2 separate regions of the Sus scrofa genome follow, and region 2 is linked to region 1. Evidence: chromatin contacts called from public HiChIP or PLAC-seq data. All regions are on one chromosome and are shown on one strand. Each heading gives the region's core, a stretch centred on a gene start, on an enhancer-like site or on the middle of the called end of the contact. The rest is flanking DNA. Distances are from core to core; before and after follow the strand shown. Region 1 holds the start of B4GALT5 (beta-1,4-galactosyltransferase 5). Region 2 has its middle 33 kb from the start of B4GALT5.

Region 1 (4,870 bases), core at 698-3,197:
GTAGCTGCAAGTCACATTACTCCAGCTAGTTTGAGATTTCTGGTCTAGGGCCTCACCTCTGCTATCTCACTTACTCTGTATCATATCCCTGCGGGGCAAGTAACATTGGGCCCCTTTCACAAGTAATGAATAGAAGCTCAGAGAGTTAAGTGACTTGCCCGAGGTCACACAGCCAGTTGAGACTGATCTAAGACTTGAACTCACATCTGTCCTAGTCGAAATTGTTTGCTTTTCTGTTGTTTAAGCCTGTTTTCTCCCATCCCATTTCTCAGCGGAACTGGTCAGCTGAGAGCCTGTATGCATGTATTACTCACATCCTCACAACAACCTGATGCAGTTGTTGCTAATAATATCTGCCATTTTACTGAGAAACAGAGTGGTTAAGTAACTTGCTTAAGGTCACTCAGCAAAGAATGGAAGAGATAGGGTTCAAGAAACTAGGACACTGGCTCCAGAGCCCTCATTTAAAGAGTCAAAAAAGACACTGTTAAAAAGTATAAATCACTTTAGGAATACAAAGCAGAATTATAATTGGTCCTCACAGAATCCCTGCAAAGTCCTTTCTTCTCCTGTTTGGGCATTCCAAGGGGACACTTGCCTCCCCCAAGTCAGCTGGCAGCCTCTTGAAGGTGGAGCAGCCTCTGCTGCCCCTCACCATGAGTCTTCAGTTATTGCTAACTGCCTTCAGAGGTCTTCTGGCTTGGAGCTGATCCTAAAGCATTATTTTGGATATGGTTCCACACTGTCCTCTGGAGTAGGATACCAGTTTGTATTCAGGATGGGAATTAGGAGCTAGAGGAATAGTCAAGGCACTTACAACCTGGTGGTCAAGAGTGCTTTGGGAGACAGGTACATTCTTTTCTTCTTTTTCTTTTTTGGCCGCTGCTTGGCTTATGGAGTTGCCGGGCGTGGGTTCAGATCTGAGCCACAGTTGCAACCTATGCTGCAGCTGTGGCAATGCTGGATCCTTAGCCCGCTCTGCCTGTGCCAGCTGGGGGATCAAACCTGCATCCCAGGGCTCCAGAGATGCTGCCAACCCCGTTTCGCCGCAGCAGAAACTCCAAGATAGGGTTTTTTGTTTGTTTGTTTGTTTGCTTTTTAGGGCTGTACCCACGGCATATGGAAGTTCTCTGGATAGAAATCGAATCAGAGCAGCAGTGCCAGCCTACACCACAGCCACAGCAATGGCAGATCCGAGCTGAGTCTGTGACCTATACAACAGCTCATGGCAATGTCAGATCCTTAACCCACTGAGCAAGGCCAGAGATTGAACCCACATCCTCATGGATATCAGTCCGGCTCATTACCGCTGAGCCACAATGGGAACTTCCAGGTCATTTTTTTACTTAAGCCGTTACTGCAAGGATTAGGTGAATTGCTTCTCCATCACAGAGCCTCAGTTTCCTCATTTGTACAATAGGAATAAGAGCGCACATCTTCGGGTTGTTGGGGTGATTAATGTGGTAAGTAAAGCCCAGTGTATCTTAAGGGCAGGTCTTCACATTAATAACTTATCAACACTGCTGCTTGTGATTCTTTGGTATGTGGAATCTGCCCATATCTACAGCCTCATCCCTGCCATTCTCCCTGCCCTACTGGATTTTATCTATGCTTGCTTTGAGTCTACCTGGGGTCAGATCAGTCTTTTTAACCTCAGAGGCTTTGCATCTACTGTTCACCCTTTTACGTTTCTTCTCCTGTCTGTCACCCATCAGTGAGGCCTTCCCTGACCACATTATTCCTCCAACATATTCCCCTGTTTTATTGTGTTCATCACTTATCAGAACCTGGTATTATGAATTGATTTGTTTCTTTTTCTCCTCCCATTTGAGTGTTAAGTTCAAGAAGACAAGGATTTTGTCTGTTTTGTCTCTAAGCATCCCCAGCGCCAATAATGGTGTCTGGCATATGTCTGCTTTCAATAGATGCTGATTTGAATGAATGAATGAATGAATGAATGAATGAAGGTGTATACCCGAGCCCATATTCCTACAATCCCTGCTTTTCTGTCGCAGTGGGTGACCAGCCGCGTCAGGCATTGCAGACGATCCCTTGGCTCCCAGGTTGGGGGCGCCCAAGCGCGGAGCCGACAGGCACTTGAGCGACGCTCCCCGAAAGCCAGGGCGGTGGCCGCGCCAGGAGAGGGGCTGTCGCCTTTTGGCGACGTTCCCGGCGGGCCACCGCGCCGCCGCCGGGGCCAAAGAGGGGGTCGGGCGGTGAGCGCGCGCGCTGATCTTTTGCGACGGTGCCCTGCGGCACTGGCCCCGCCCCCTCCCCGCCCCCGAGGCCCGCCCTGCCCCGCCCCCGCCGCTGCGCTCGCTCGGGGCCGCTCAGGCCCCCGCCCGCTTCATGTGGCCGGGCCCGCGGCGGCCGGCGGCGAGGAGCGGCGAGGCGGCGGAGAGCGGCGGCCGGCGAGGCCCGGGAGGTGGTGGCCGAGGCCCAGGAGGCGGCGGCGGCGGCCCAGGAGGCGGCGGACGGGGAGCGGCGGGAGCAGGCCCGGCCCGGCCCTTGAGCGGCCGCCCGGCTGCAGCATGCGCGTCCGCCGGGGGCTGCTGCGGCTGCCGCGCCGCTCGCTGCTCGCCGCTCTCTTCTTCTTTTCGCTCTCGTCCTCGCTGCTCTACTTCGTCTATGTGGCTCCCGGCATAGGTAGGAAGGGGGCCTGGGACCCCGGGGGGGTGTCGCTCTGGCCTCGAGGGGACCCTGGAAACCCCCGCCCCGCCCCAAGGAGACCCCAGCTCTCGGAAGACCCCCGGCTGGAAGGCGACCTCAAGCCTGGCCCTCAGAAGATTACCGGGACCCCCGCCCGACCCTTGGGAGACCCTACGCCTGGACCTCGGGGGACCCCAGAACATTCCCGCTCTCTGCACCCCGACGGGCTCTGGAACCCTCCTCCCCACAACATCCTCCCACCCACCTCCTGCCCTCCTTTAACCCCATCCGGGCGCGAACCCGACTGTGTCTTCACACACACCCTCGTCGTGCCAGGACGCCCTCATTCTCGCTTTGGCCTCCTAGAACCCTCACTTTCCGCTCTTCGGCTCCTGAGCTGCCGCTCCCCCTCCCCGGGGTCTCCTTCAGCCCGGGTTCCCGGCATTCCGCGGACCCCGAACCTCCGCGGCCCGCCTGCCTCTCCTCGCGGAGCCCCTGTGCCCGGGTCTCGAGGCGTCCCACCTTCCCCGTTCCCATCCATCCTTCTCCTCTCTCCTCCCTGGTGACTCTCCCGTTTCCTGCTCTCCTTCCCTACCCTTTTTTCCCTCCACTTTCGCTTGTTACATCCACCTCCAGGTCCTCCTCCTCCTGATGGACAGATCGCTTTCCTTTTAGGGTGGCATTCCCCGGCCTACCCCCCGAGGAGGTCCCCCCCTTCAGTCTGCTAACCCCTGAGTGCCCCACTACTCCTCTCCGTCTACCTCCCCTCGCCCCGCCTACCCCCAAGGGCACACCCTTGTCATCTCCCTTACCTCTATCGTTCCTGAATCCTCACTGCTCCCCCCTCCCCCGCTCAGGTCCTCAGCCAGGTTCTTCCTGATTGCAGACTTGGGGAAGGGGTGCTGTCTGGGTTCTTCCTCTTTTCCCTTTTTTTCGCTTATGCTCTCTCCTAGTCTTGAGGGTAGAAGGTGGCCTTTAAGTATTCTTTGGTGCCAGGTCTGGGGCAGGGTACAGGGAGAGGGTGGCATTTGAATTGGCCCTAGAGGAAGAGATAAGACTAGGGCTTTGGGGAAATGGTGCTGGTGGCAAGGAGGAGCGTGGAGAAAAGGTGGAATGGGTACTTATTCTCCTCAAAGCCATGTCCTTTAAAAGAAAGGCAGCCTTGGAGAAACTGAATCCTGCCCAAGCATAGACTCAGATCACAGAGCAGACATTTAGGACATAAAAAGGTTGGAAGGAAATGACAGCATGAGGGTTAAGGTCAGAGGACATTGAGGTCAGACCTGGATTCTAATCCCTGCCCTCCGTGACCTTGAGCAAGTTACTAAGCCTCAGCTTTTCTTCTCTGTAAAATGGGGGTACTCATTCCTAACCTCATAGGGTTTTAAGGGCGGAAATAGATAAATTCCCTTTTAAAGCACTTGTCACCATACCTGATGCTTAGAGAGTTAAAAAAAAAAAACAAAAAAAACCACCAGCAGTTATTATATATAGCTTTGGAGAAACAAGGAAGTAGATGGAAGGTTTAGGTATGTATTTACCTGACTTTGCATCACCATGAGGCCCTAGAGAGAACCTCAGTTTAGAGTGAAAAGTGATCAGAAGATGCTGTCGGGAGTGGGCCAAGGAGAGTAAATTCTGCTATAAAAAGTCAGGATTATTTGGATGTTAGGAAAGGGTCGTTTAACTCTGGGGAAACTCCCTTTAGGATTGCAGTAATAATTAGTTTCATTCTCTGTTGACCTGTCAACACTGAACTAGCTGAATAGAGAAATTTCCAGATAGAGCAGGAGATTCTCTCCTGACTTTTTTTTTTTTTTGTCTTTATAGGGCTGCACCTGTGGCATATGGAACTTCTCAGGCCAGGAGTCCAACTGCTGGCCTATGCCACAGCCATAGCAATGCCAGATCTGAGCTGCATCTTCAACCTACACCACAGCTCATGGCAATGCAGGATCCTTAACTCACTGAGCGGGGTCAGGGATCGAACTTGTGTCCTCATGGATACTAGCCAGATTTGTTTCTGATGAGCCACAATGGGAACTCCTATCCTGACTTTTTTTTTTAAGTGCATATTTCATTTGATGGTTAATATTGATAATATGTGCTGTAAACTAGATCTAGGAAGATAGCACAGGTAACATCAGATTGCCCTAACAGTTTATGAGGTGTCTTAGGAAAAGGATCCCCCTGGGAAGGCACTGTTTGTGGCCTGTTGGAT
Region 2 (4,870 bases), core at 918-3,417, 33 kb before region 1:
AACTCTTATCCATGGGGTTCAGATAGGGGCCCCTGGCTCCATGAAGGAGCCTGGCCAACAAGCATATCCCATTCCCCCGGCCACGGTGATTGGTTCCTGGATGGCATGTCTTTCCACTGAGGCCAATGCGACTCATTCCTGGGAGTTTTGTTGGAATTATTGGGACAGGTGATCTCCCTTCCCTCTGGGGTTACTAGTTACAAGAATAAAGCAAGCTTGGTGTTCCTGCTGGCCATTTTGCCACCATGAGCAGAAAGCCTGTGTAAAAGAAAATCCAAAACAGAGAAAAGCAGAGCTGGAAGATAGAGAGGGATAAAGAGAGAGATGAAGACAGAGATGACAGAAGAGACATAGATGTATACACACACACACACACACACACACACACACATATATTTTTTTTTTCCCTGGCAAAAGGTTTTCATTTTTTTTAATTTAAAAAATGTTTTAAAGTTTTTTATTTTTTCTATTATAGTTGATTTACAGTGCAAAGAGATATATTTTTGATATTATTCGAGACCCTCGAGTCATGCCTGAAGGCAGTTTTGCATCTCAGTTTCCTAAACCATAGTAAGTCACCTTCTCCCACTTTATTTCATAGTTTGGTAGATATTCTTTCTCTTCCAACACGCGTCCACCTGACCAATACTCCCTGACCCCATGCACACCCTGAGCTGGGGTGGATACCCTTTGGGACACTCATTTACTCTTTTTTCTTTTGGTATGTCTTTTTAGGGCCACACCTGCGGCATACAGAGGTTCCCAGGCTAAGGGTCCAATCGGAGCTACAGCTGCCAGCCTACACCACGGCCACAGCAACGCCGGATCCGAGCTGCATCTGTGACCTACACCACAGCTCCCAGCAACGCCAGATCCTTAACCCACTGAGCAAGGCCAGGGATTGAACCCGAAACCTCTTGGTTCCTAGTCGGATTTGTTTCCACTACACCACGATGGGAACTCCGTACTCTTTTTTCTCCATTTTCATTACATTTATTAGATTATATTATAATGATCTCTTTGTTCAGTTGTATCCCCCACAGGAGTCAAGGAGCAGTTGTACTTTGTTTACTTCAGTATCTCTAGCCCTAGCCATCCCTAGCACATAATAGCGCCTCAATAAATTCAATTTTCAATTTTCATTCCTTTTTTTTTGCGTTTTTTAGAGCCGCACCTGTGGCATATGGAAGTTCCCAGGCTAGCTATCAAATCGGAGCTGCATCTGCCGGCCTACACCACAGGCATAGCAACAGCAACCTAGGATCTGAGCTGTGTCTGCGACCTATACCACAGCTCATGGCAATGCCAGGTCCTTAACGCACTGAACGAGTCCAGGAATCGAACCCGCATCCTCATGGCTATACTTGGGTTCATAACCTGCTGAGCCACAGTGGGAACTCTCAACTTTCATTCCTTTAAAAAAATTACAAACTAGGGAGTTCCCGTCGTGGCTCAGTGGTTAGTGAACCCAACTAGTATCCATGAAGATATGGGTTTGATCCCTGGCCTCTCTCAGTGGGTTAAGGATCTGGTATTGCAGTCAGTTGTGGTGTCGGTCGCAGATGTGGCTCGGATCCCGAGTTGCTGTGGCTGTGACATAGGCTGGCAGCTACAGCTCCGATTCAACCCCTAGCCTGGGAACCTCCATATGCTGCAAGTGCAGCCCTAAAAAGGCAAAAAAATTACAAACTAATTCATGGTGTCGTATATTCACGTACACACAAAATTATTCTATAATATTCTATGGGTCTATATGGAAATGCACAAAAAATGTTGGAAAAATACCATCTATGCGTCATGGTGTAAGTTAGCTCACATCATGGAGGTCACAACGAGCGTGTACTTAGGTATCACTCATTATTAAAAATTAACTAAAACCCAAGCTTAACAAACAAAAGCAGCATATGTTCTTTGTAATAACAAATGCAAACAATTCAAAAGTATATGGTTAAAACTGAGAGTTACCTTGCTTCTCCTAATAAATATTTATTGAATAAAGGAATAAATGTCATAACTATAAATAGTTGATGAATGAATGATTAAATAAGAAAACAGTTCCATCCAAAGGCCTCAATTCAAGGTGACCTCTCCCCCGCAACTGCCTGACCCCAGCAGGCCAGCTGGTTTCCCTGAAAGTCTGGGCCTTGAGCCAAGGTTTTATTTCTTTCTGGATTGGGCCCCAGCCTTGTAGAATGACTCACATGGTTTTTTGTGGACAGAGTCCCCTAGTGACCAGAAGGTTACCCCGTGTTCTCCAAGCAGGGGGTGCTGATCAGACTTCTTATGGACCGGGTTGGTGAAGGACAGGGGGTTCCTGGGTGACCGTGGCCAGCAGCTGAGTGCTGTTGCTCAGGAAACAGCCTCCAATAGACAATCAGCTCCCAGTCCTAACAGGCCGGGTGGAGTCTGCTGGCCCAGATCATGGGTGCAGGATCCAGTCCTGCCAAATGGCTTGTTGTAGGGCCTTTCCCATCCATAACATGAGGGGGTTTGTGGCAGAAACTGGTGGTTGCCTGTCTAGTAACTGTCTTGCCCCTCCCTTCTTGCTTACAGAACGTCAGTGTGGGGTAGGTGGGGATTGAATTGCCATGTGTCTAAGGGGAAGCTGGGACCTCTCCCCATCCGCGGTGTTTCTGTGTCCAAGTGATGTGCACGTATACCTGTTTATCTTCTCTCTCTCTCTCACACACACACACACACACACCCCTTACATGGTCCAAGCAAATCACATTAATGTCTTTCATTTTCACTTCTTTGCCAGTGATGGATTCAATGGGTAATAAAATTCTTCTCACTTTCTTTCTTTCCTTTTTTTTTTTTTTTTTTAAGGCCACACGTGCGGCATATGGGGTTCCCAGGCTAGGGGTTAAATTGGAGCTGTAGCTGCTGGCTGCTGGCCTACACCACAGCCACAGCCACACCTGATCTGAGCCACGTCTGCGACCTACACCACAGCTCATGGCAACGCCAGATTCTTAACCCACTGAGCGAGGCCAGGGACTGAACCTGCATCCTCATGGGTATTAGTCAGACTGGTTTCCACTGAGGCACAACAGGAACTCCTCTTCTCACTTTCCATGTGATTTTGGGCAAGTCACTTAATCTTTGTGCCTCAGTTCTTTTAAAATAAGAAGAGTTCTTACATTCCATTGTTTGCTGTGGGTCTTAAAAATAACCAGCTAAAGAGGCCAACATCCAGCAGGAGTTAGAGTAACAGTTCTTAGATAAATCCTGTTGGCTTAATCCTCTGTTTGAAGACTTCTTTGTTCTTTTCATAGGTGACTATTAGTGACAATTTATCAACTTGATTTGCTAGTGCCATTTGCATATGTACGAATTATGTTAAAAGCACATTTTATTCAATAAGCAAAGTAATCTCTAAACATTGGAGGGGCACGTGAGGAGAAAAGTCTAAGGACAGAGGATGTGGGCCGTGAAATGTGGAGATGGACTGGTGTCTGGAAATTGCTGATTCTGGAAAGCCCTTCTATGGGAAATACAGACTTGCTCGCCCTTCCCTGCAGGTCCAGATGCAGTGGGATCTGGGATGAGGCTGGGGCCTCTGCTAACAAGAATTTTATCAATTGAAGAATTTGGGGAGTTCCTGTTGTGGCTCAGTGATAATGAGCCCAATGAATTTCTACAAGGACGTGGGTTTGATCCTTGGCCCTGCTCAGTGGGTTAAGGATCCAGTGTTGCCATGAGCTGTGGTGTAGGTCGCAGATGCAGCTTGAATCTGACCTTGCTGTGTGGCTGTGGCGTCGGCTGGCCTGGGAATGGCCACGTGCCGCAGCCCTTAAAAAAGAAATTAGAGAATCACCAGGTTTAGAGACGAATTCTAATCCCTGATTTTGCCCTTTACCATCCAGGCAAGTCATCCTACATCCATAAGCCCTGGTTTCCTCGCTGTTAAGTGGTGATGGTATTACCAACCTCAGTGGTTTGTAATATGAGTTAAGCATGGTTCCCAGCCAGGGATGATTTTGTTCCTATAGCTCACAGGATGGGTAGCTGTGTAGAGATATTTTGGGTTGTCATAACTGGGGAGAGGGGTTGATGAAAGGGGGTGTTGCTGGTATCTAGTGGATAGAGGCCAGGGAAGCTGCTAAACACCCTATAGAGCACAGTAGTGCCTCCACTGCAGAGAATTATCTGGTCCAAAATGTCAGCAGTGTTGGGGCTGAAAAGCTCCAGTTCAGGGTATTAATGTGCCACATGCTCTACAGAGAGTGGAGGCCAAGGAAACGTTTTTAATTGCCATAGAACATACAAAGCTGCCCACAACATAAAGGCTCTCCCCAGTCCAATAAAACAGAGTTAAGTGCGGGGTATGGAGAAGGTTGGGGAACAGAGAGAGCTCTATTGTTCTGTGTGAGGGGTGGTGGGGAGAGTGGCAGTGGTGCCAGAATCTCTGTGACCCACTGGGAGGAGCCAACTGGCTGCCAGCGGTTGCCAGGGTTTTCCCATGGATAGTCCCTGCAGCGCAATGAAAGTGGCTTTGTTTTCCAAAGCTACATGTTTTTTGTTTGTTTGTTTGACTGTACCTGCGGTATACCGAAGTTCCCAGGCCAGGGGTTGAACTCGCACCATAACAGCGACCCGAACCACAGCAGTGACAATGCTGGGCCTTAACCCATTGCACCACCAGGGAACTCCTAAAGTTGCTTGCTGTTACATTTTATATAATAGTAAGAGAACATCAAGGGTTCATATCAGCGGTTCTCAACTGGGAACGACTTGTCTCCTGAACAAAATGTCTGGAGACATTTTTGGTTGTCATGGTGGTGGAGGAGGCTGCTGGCACACCGGGAGCAGAAGCCAGCGATGCTGCTAAACATCCTGTGGCACGTGGGACAGCCCCTTCCTTCCT

The links. HiChIP or PLAC-seq counts read pairs in DNA pulled down with a chosen protein or histone mark.
Region 2: an H3K27ac HiChIP or PLAC-seq map of alveolar macrophages shows a contact between it and region 1. The contact joins the enhancer-like site here to the promoter of B4GALT5 in region 1. A contact is called at or near these places in 1 of 5 promoter capture datasets (liver), 4 of 47 Hi-C or Micro-C datasets (alveolar macrophages, heart right ventricle, liver and 1 more) and 2 of 2 datasets of contacts at active chromatin or transcription factors (alveolar macrophages and skeletal muscle).

What each region holds. Positions count from the first base shown.
Region 1 is chr17:51,331,643-51,336,512 of Sscrofa11.1, reverse strand. B4GALT5 (beta-1,4-galactosyltransferase 5) reads left to right here and starts at 1,947. Exons shown (of 9, transcript XR_002340099.1): 1 at 1,947-2,646.
Region 2 is chr17:51,364,863-51,369,732 of Sscrofa11.1, reverse strand. No RefSeq gene overlaps it. Among named protein-coding and RNA genes, the nearest start is that of B4GALT5, 33 kb to the right of the region's middle. Within about 2 kb of position 2,167, at least 36 of the 83 cell types and tissues checked have an H3K27ac peak or open chromatin away from gene starts, as enhancers often do. A contact at or near this core is called in alveolar macrophages, liver and skeletal muscle, where this site is marked.